2 separate regions of the Hordeum vulgare genome follow, and region 1 is linked to region 2. A link is a contact called in public Hi-C data. All regions are on one chromosome and are shown on one strand. Each heading gives the region's core, a stretch centred on a gene start, on an enhancer-like site or on the middle of the called end of the contact. The rest is flanking DNA. Distances are from core to core; before and after follow the strand shown.

What was found. Hi-C and Micro-C count contacts between places; a contact is called where the count stands out from the background.
Region 1: a contact with region 2 is called in a Hi-C map of seedling, with 1.9 times the contacts expected there. The contact joins the promoter of LOC123429449 here to the enhancer-like site in region 2. A contact is called at or near these places in 2 of 6 Hi-C or Micro-C datasets (leaf and seedling).

Annotation. Positions count from the first base shown.
Region 1 is chr2H:39,939,871-39,944,462 of MorexV3_pseudomolecules_assembly, forward strand. LOC123429449 reads left to right here and starts at 1,572. Exons shown (of 13, transcript XM_045113484.1): 1 at 1,572-1,848; 2 at 1,945-2,571. The coding sequence starts at 2,005.
Region 2 is chr2H:39,788,788-39,793,160 of MorexV3_pseudomolecules_assembly, forward strand. No RefSeq gene overlaps it. Among protein-coding and RNA genes, the nearest start is that of LOC123429449, 150 kb to the right of the region's middle. Within about 2 kb of position 3,069, at least 2 of the 3 cell types and tissues checked have open chromatin away from gene starts, as enhancers often do. A contact at or near this core is called in seedling, where this site is marked.

The DNA.
Region 1 (4,592 bases), core at 322-2,821, 150 kb after region 2:
GATGTCGGTTGGGGAGAGGAAGATGATGCGACAGGGAGGGGATTTGGGGGAAATGGTAGGGGCGATGCGCTGGGAGGTGGTTCCCCCTCTTTATACGATGGGACGTTTCGGGCATGTCCCATCGATTGCCTCCATCGACACGTGCTACCCCACGACCGCGGTCAGTTGCATGCGCCCTACGCGGCCCCACTCGTCAGAGTTAACAGTCAAAGCACTGACCCGACGGCAATGTCCGTTGTAACCTGTTCTGAGGGTTTCGAGCAAGGGAGTGGGGAAAAGTGAGTAAAAGTTAAGAGCGTGGGGATGAATGAGTAGAACTAACGAACGAGGGGCACAGAAATAAAAATCCCTTAAACCAATGGCAGCCATCAATTCAAACAAAGTTTCCTATACCGCCACACTTCCAAATTATACCATTTTGTCGTGTTTCGCCGACGGATCCATTGGGGCCACCTTAGTAATAACGCCAATTCATTCCGTTGCACTTCCTAACGTCACGTGCAATAATACACTATGTAGTTGTCTTTTGCCGCCCAATCCGCGACCGGAAACGCCTATACCAACCAGCTTTTGGTATTTGTCGTGGCCATTAAATTTACAATTAAACGAATGAAGCCATTGAATCAAACAGGTAACGCCACACTTTCTAATAATACCTTTTTAGTTGCCGAGCGGGTAGCAACCCGCCCGTGCAAACCTAGTGGCGACAACGCCGTACGTTGTACTTCGTACGTCACGTGCAGTAATTATACTCTAGTTGCATTTTGCCGCCCATTCCGTTACCGGAAACGATCGTAACGATAACAGAATCTACTGGGTTTTTTCCTAACGACATGCTTAACGAATTTAGTTCTCGCCGCCTTTTCTTTGCGTAGTATCTTAGTTTTTTCTTTTCATGGGCTTTATTTGTGTGCACACTTGGTTTCTAAGCCCCAAGAAAGAAATCACCATTCCAGCCCTTTTAGCCCAAGAAAGAACCAACGGTCGGAACCCTCTTCCCACCAACCACCACCTATAGAAAGAAGATCCATGCACATAGATTACATGGTGCCAAAATACTTCACTGCCAATGACTAGCCATCATTTACTACACGATATATTGCGAGGATACTACGAATAACACACACACCACTACCCCACAATGCAAGAAATAATAAATCTCTCTCTCTCAAAAAAAAAAAAAAAAGATCCCTGCGTAGTACGTAGGCACACCAGGCATAGAGCTGTGTGGTGCCAAAAAAATGCTTTGACTGCCCAATGACGGGCCATCATTAACCACGATATATTTTGCGGGATTACGAGTAGCACACAGCGCGCATCCTCGTATATCCTCCCGCGGGGTCCATCCAATTAATCCAGTCTCCAGATATGCACAGCCCAAAGGCGCGGCATTAATCCCAGAGATCAGCCCTGCTTTGGCCACCGGCCGTATCCCGGGCACCTAATTAATGCCGCATAAAACCCATCGAGTAAATGGCCATCAGCAGATAACTCACATTCCGGGGCTGCGCTCCTCGCTATATAACCCCGCCCCCCGGCACCCCCCAGGGACCCATCACCCGACACTCGCTCTCGCACTCGCACTCGCACTCGCACTGCACAGACAGCCAGATCCAGAGCGGCACCGGCACCAGCGCCACTGCCAGTACCGGTGCCAGTGTGCCAGTGCTTCTCTTCTTCTCCTGTCTGTGCCACCTTCCCTCCATCCATCACCCAGCATTCCATTCCATTCCTCGTACTTCCTAGTGGTAGGCCGCCCAAGTCGAGCCCCACCAACGTAGGTTTTTTTGGAAGTACGAGGGAGATCCGGCGGCCCCCATCGGTTGGTCGGCGGCGTCGGAGGGAAAGGTTGGAAGGGGAAAGTGACTGTAGATTACTTTTTTTGGTGGGGTACGGGATTTTCCTTTTGCCTTTGTGCTGATGCTGGCCCCTTCTATTCCGCAGGGCTTTCTATCTATACCGTGCGCGAGGTGACCGTGCCCCCGCGCGCGGCCGCAGGCGCCGATGCTCTCGCGGCGGCGCATCCCTAGTGCTCCTCCAATGGCGGCGTCCTACCCGGCCAGGCCCGTCCAACACCGGGAGGACGGCGTGTACAACTACGACTACGCGGGTGGCGGCCGCGGGCGTGGCCTCGACGGCGGGTACGGCTACTACCACCCCGGCAACGGCGGCGGGCGCGGGGGCTGGGGCAGGGCCGGCTACCACGACCGCGGGAACGGCTACGGGGGCGGCGGCGACGGGGGGTTCCAGCACTACGGCGTGCCCGGCAACGGCGTGGGCGTGGGCATGGGCCACCCGCTGCCGCTGGCGGCGGGGCTGCCGGTGGCGACGACGAGCTACCTGCACCCGCACGCGCACGGCCTAGGCTGGGTCCCGGACGAGCTCCCGCGCCGGGTAATGCCGGTTGCGCCGCCGCCGCCGCCCCCGTTCCTCCCGCCGCCGCTGCGGGCCGCGGAGGCGGCCGCGCGCGAGGTGCTGCTGCGGCTGCACCCGACGGAGGAGGCGGAGCGGCGCCGGCACAAGATCATCGACTACGCCAAGAACCTCATCGGCACCACCTTCGGCTGCGAGGTACCCACCCACCCCCACGCGAAACCCTCGCGCGTTTGTCCCGCCGCGCGCGCGCGTGCCCGTTCGTCCAACGTGCTCCCTTCGTCGTCGCCCGAGCTTCCGTAGCCCCGTCCCCCACACAATCAGCAAAAAGCTCTTTCCGTTTAATCCTCCTCGTGGTGCCGCCGCCGCGTCCCGTGCCTCGGGTTTCGTGCCGTGCCGTGCGGCCGCCGCCGCCTTCACCTGATCCGGCGGCCGCCGCCGTGTCCTCTCCCTCGTACCACGTCCTCTCGGTGCTTGGGGAATTTTTTCGATTAGGCTAATCCATCCGTCTCGTGTCGTCGTCTGGGTTGGGATAGGATATATTGCTGGTCTTTTGTTAGTTCATCATCATCACCTGCTAATTAGTTAATTAATCATCACCCTAGGATTATCCTGTTATTTGTTTGTTTATGCTCCTATAGAACTAGTAGTACAGAAGTATTTGGATCTTAGGATGATAATGGTGTTCGGACCTAAAGTTTACCTATACCTATATTAAGCATATAAAGTCATAATAAAAGGAAGGGGGGAGAAAAATACTGGTTCAAGAGTCGCTCACTGCTGCAATTCAAAAAACAAATATAGTAACAATTCCAATTCAAAAAAAAAAACTTATTTTTCATCTCAATAGAAATAAATGAAGTTTTAGTGTGCTAGTACTGTCTGTTTTAAGATACATATATCAATGACAATAATCGAAACGGGGTAAAAAGGTTAAAAAATGAAAAAAAAATAAGTAGAATCATACTCAAAATAAAACAAAGTGGCTTTTCATAGGAAAACATGGATGAACTTTCCTAACAGATAAAAAAACAAGAATAGATTTAAAAAAAGATTAGAAAAAAGTAAGTACGAGTAGATATATACAAAATAAAATAAAGGGGCTTTTCCTAAGAAAACATGCATGGACTGTCCTAATGGATAAGAAAAGAAGAAATATGGTATTGGTAAAAAAAATAGAAAAAGTAAGTAGAAGTAGATATATACAAAACGAAAGGAAGGGGCGTTTCGTAAGAAACCATGGATGAATACTATAAATTGTTGTTCTGATGGATAAATAAAAACAGGAATGGATTTTTTGGAAAAAAGATGGGGGGAAATTAAGTAGAATTATATTCTATATAAAAGAAAGGGGCTTCAGTGAAAAATAGATGAATACTTCAAATCACTGTCCTAATGGTTAAGAAAAAAGCCGGAATAGATTTTTTGAAAAATATTTAAAGAAACAAGTAGAATTATATATTCACAATAAAAGAAAGTGGCTTTTCATAAGAAAACATGGATGGATACTTCAAGTAGCTGTTCCAATGGTAGAAGATCACAATAGGCTTAAATTAGGAGTGATTAGTCCAACAATCCTAGTACTACCGTAGTTTAACTTCAAATACCTATTCAAAGACAGATCCTCTAGCTTCACTGTTCCTAGCTCTTAATCTCTTCTGTAGAGACACTTTGAACCAAAACACACCTAAAAATGGCAGACACATTTTGAAGCAAAACACCTGAAAAGGGGAATTCCCCGATTAGACTAATCGATCGGCTCGTGTCGTCTGGGTTAGATATCATGACACGATCCCATGCTTATGCTGGCCATTGTTTATTTCCTCCTACGTACTACAGTATTGTTAATTGAATATTTGATGGGCCGGTTAGTCCAATAGTCACATTCCATGGACACATACGGACATTGTCTGGGTGCATACTTCAGGCATATTCTTTTCGAACCATCATTTGTCCGGATGCACAACCACAAGTCCACAACAAGACAACCAAAAAAGTTTCATTCCCATTTTCAAACATGTCAACGAGTTAGGCTGGGCATAAAACCCTATACCCAAAGCCCGAACCTGCAAAATTCAAACCCGTATTCCTTGAACCCGAAAAGGCCAAGCACTACATCAAGTACAAGTATCATAAATCTGAATTTATTCAGTTGAGTTCCTAATAATAGTACCCAAAGTGCGGGAATACATGAAATAATAGGCAGCCGGATAGAACTT
Region 2 (4,373 bases), core at 1,819-4,318:
CATCCTAGCTTTCAAAGATTTTTCCTTCCACTTGAGAAGTAATTTCTCAGCGTCATAGGCATCCTTACACGCAAGAAAATCCTCAGCTATCTCTCCCTCCATAACGTAACCCTCGGGTATATCAGGCAATTCATATCTAGGAGAGCTAGATCTAAGAGGAGCAAAAGCAGGTTCTAACTCAATAGTATCGGCAGTTTCAAAAGCATCACGAGCATTGGCAGTAACTCTAGCAATATGAGCATTAGGGAATACCCCTAGTGGAACATCAGGCAAAGCAGTATCTCTAGCAGTATCAAGCATAACATCTCTAGCAGTATCAGGCAAAGCAGTATCAGGCATAGTATCAAGCATAGCATCTCTAGCAGTATCAGGCAAAGCAGTATCACGCATAGTATCAAGCATAGCATCTCTAGCAGTAGCATCATAAGCATCATCAAGCACAGGCGACATATCAAGATTTCTAGCAGGAGGTGATGTCGCAAACTTACTCATAACTGAAGGTGAATCAAGTGCAGAGCTAGATGAAAATTCCTTACCTCCCCTCGTAGTTGAGGGCAAGACTTTGGTTTTTGGATCCTTCAGATTCTTCATAATGATCAGCAGATATAAATCCCAAGTGACTCAGAGAATATAGCAATACCACCCCGGCAATGGTGCCAGAAAAATGCTGACTCCGTAACAGCAGACCTTCCCTTGCAACGACACACCAGAAGAATGCTGCTAGCACTCTCCGGCAATCGAAACTAGAAGAATGTTGTTGACGGCCCACCAGCGCGTGGGATCGTAGCAGTTTTCGAGGGTAGAGTATTCGATCCAAATTTGTTGATCGCCAAACAGAGGTGAGAGGATACTCCCAAGTATTAGCAGTTGAATGTGTCAGATTCAACCACACCTGAAAGATTAGTATCTGCAAGCAAAGTAGTAACAGCAAAGTAGCGAGTAACGGCAGTGGCAAGGAACAACAGTAGTGACAGCAGTAGCAAGTAGCAACCGTAGCAAGCGACAGTAGTAGCAACAGTAGCAGCAGAGCAAGACAAGTAACAGCAATAGCAACAGTAGTAACAGCAGCAGAGCAAAACAAGTAGCAGCAGCAACAGTAGGACAAACTCGTAGGCAATGGGTCGGTGATTTGTTTGGAAGTTATTCATCATGCAACAGTTATAACACGGAGAGATATGTGGCTAGCTCCTGTTCGTCAATGTGATGTAGGCATGCATTCCGTGTGTCGTCATACGTGTTTAGGGAAAAGAACTTGCATGACATCTATTGTCCATCCCACCCATGGTAGCGGGGTCCAAAAGGAAACTACGAGATATTAAGGTTCTCCTTTTAATAAAGAACCGGGCCAACGCATTAGCACTTGGTGAACACATGAACTCCTCAAACTATGGTCATCACCGGGAGTGGTTCCGGTTATTGTGACTCCGGGGTTGCCGGATCATAACACATAGTAGGTAACTACAACTTGCAAGATCGGATCTAAAACACACATATATTGGTGACAACATAATAATTTCAGATCTGAAATCATGGCACCCGGGCCCTACTGACAAGCATTAAGCATGGCAAAGTAGTAGCAACATCAATCTCAGAACATAGTGGATACTAGGGATCAATCCCCATCAAAACTAACTCGATTACATGATAGATTTCATCCTACTCATCACAGCCTACGACTAGATTACTCACGAACGACGAAGAGCATCATGAAATTGGAGAGGGAAGAAGGTTGATGATGACGATGGCGACGATTTCCCCTCTCCAGAGCCCAACACGGACTCTAGATTTGCCCTCGAGATGAAGAACAGGTTGTGGCGGCGCCTCCGTATCGCAAACGCGACGAAATCTTCTCTTTTCATTTTTTCTGGGACGAAAGGGAACTTATAGAGCTGAGGTTGGGGGCGGCAGAGCCGTGTGGGCCCCACAAACTTGCCCACCGCCACCAGGGGGTGGCGGAGGCAGGGCTTGTGGCCCACTGGCCCACCCCCCCTAGTGGATCTTCGCGCAAGTATTTTTCATATTTTCCAAAAATGATCTCCGTAAATTTTCAGGACGTTTGGAGAACTTTTGAATTCTGCACAAAAATAACACCAAGGCAATTCTGCTGAAAACAGTGTTAGTCGAGGTTAGTTCCATTCAAATCATGCAAATTAGAGTCCAAAACAAGGGTAAAATAGTTGGAAAAAGTAGATACGATGGAAACGTATCACCCGCCATCAGACATGAGCAAAGTTGCGCAACCGCCAATCTCGTGCAGTCGTCCAAGCGCCGCCACGATAGCTAATTGTCATCTCCCCGCCACCGTTGCGCCCTGCATAGCGCCGCGCCCCAGCCAACGGGAGTGAGAAAGCACCACGCCGCCACCCACTCCAAGCAAGCTTCACCCGCTGATGCGCGTGGGCGGCGGCGAGGGGAGAGGAGAAAAAGAAGGGAGGGAGGCCTCCCGTGTCGCTCGTGGAACGGCAGAGGAGGCGATCCACTTTTTTCGGTGCTCTCAACCGAGTCTATCCAATAAATAAACATTTATATGAATAAGGAAATATAATAATAATATTTTTTATTATTGTCTCTAATGTATATTTCTAACATGTTTAAAATTTTGAAATATATGTTTTTTTTCAAATACTGGTTTTAACATTATTTTACAAATACACGTTGAAACAATTTCCGTATGATAAAGAAATATTTTTGAACCATGTGAGCATTTTTATACATTGGAATAATATTGTTTTAATTGTTATAATTTTTTTGTTTCAAACGTGTGAACTATTTCAGAAATGTAACATACATTTTTTTCGAGTGGTATTAAACATTTTCTTAATTATGAACATTTCTTTAATGTATATTACGCACGGACATTTTTGTAATGTTGCATACATTTTTCTGTAAGGTTGAGCGAATATTTTCTACACTACAATTTATATCTTTAAAGTGCAATGAACCTTCAAGAAAATCATGGTTCCTAATATGTGTATTGAGTACTTCAAAAACACGGATGCCATCAGCATGATGAGGCCATGTGATTACTGTACCAGCCTAGTGCTGGCTCCCAGCAAGCCATCGCATAGGAGTCGCTGCCGGCGACACATAGCTATGCCTCAACCCTACGGGACACCCTATATTTGGGGCATGCTGCCCTCTCCGTGATACTCCTTGCGCCCTATTGATAGCATAGTTTCAAAAACCGAACCAAAAACCGAATCGAAAAAATTATTGATTTACGTTTTTACCAGTCAAACCGCCGGTTCATCAGTTTGATTGTCGATTTTCATGTAGTGAACAAAGTAGCAAAAAATAAACAAATGTTGAGTAATATATGTGTTAATATAGTATGAAACAATGATCGAATAAAAGTATTTTCATGTAGTGCACAACAAAGTAGCATAGCCGAGTTGCTTATAGTGTCGTGGGAGACGACGTGTATTGGTCACACGACCTAGGATCAAATCACACTTCTCCCAATTCCAATTAAAATATTTTTCTGGTTTTTTCCGGTTTAATGACCTGATTTTTCACAGGATTTTACGAAACCGGCCGGTTCGACCGGGTTTCTCCGGTCCGATTGCAGAACGGTTTTAGCTTAAAAATCCGATACGGCTGCCGGTTCTGGTTTTTTCCGGTCCGATCCGGTTTTTAAAACTAGGATTGATAGGCGCTCCCATCCCACTTTTCTGTTTCTATTTATATTGCTTCTTTAGAAAATATCAAGATCTTGTAAATTTTCTATATTAAAAAATCAAATTTAAAAAAAAATCCTAGACATTTAATTTTTATTCGATTTAGAATAATTTGTTATTTCTTAAAGTATTCACAAGTTTTCACCTGGTTTCAAAATATGTATATGTGATTTATAGAAATAAAAAAAGAAATAGGAAAATGTTCCAAATTTTAAGAGATGTTTATGATTTTGAAAAATATTCCAAACTTAAAAACGTTAAATTAATTGAATTGTTTTGACTTATTAGAGAATCTTCATGAATTTCAAATATTATTTCAAAAGTGCAAGAAGCGTTTCAATAAAGAAAATCAACATTTTTTAAAATATTTTCCGATTAAAAAATATATATCCGCAATTTTCGTATTATGCTAGAAATTTTTAGAAGTATTGTAAAATTCATAAGGTATGGATAAATTAAAAAACTTGATAGCGTGTTTTTAAATATTCTTAATTATGAAAATGTAAAAGGAAGATCAAAACTGAATGAGAAAACACATAAATTCAAAGATAAAACTATTTAAAATGATTAGAATATGGTCAAGGGAAGATTGCAGAACCTTCTCGTAACCTGTGGGGAAAAACCATGAGAGTCGTACGTGTCAAATTGAGTCCCCGCAAACCCCTTGCAGAAGTCACTAGTTAGCGGGTGCTTCTT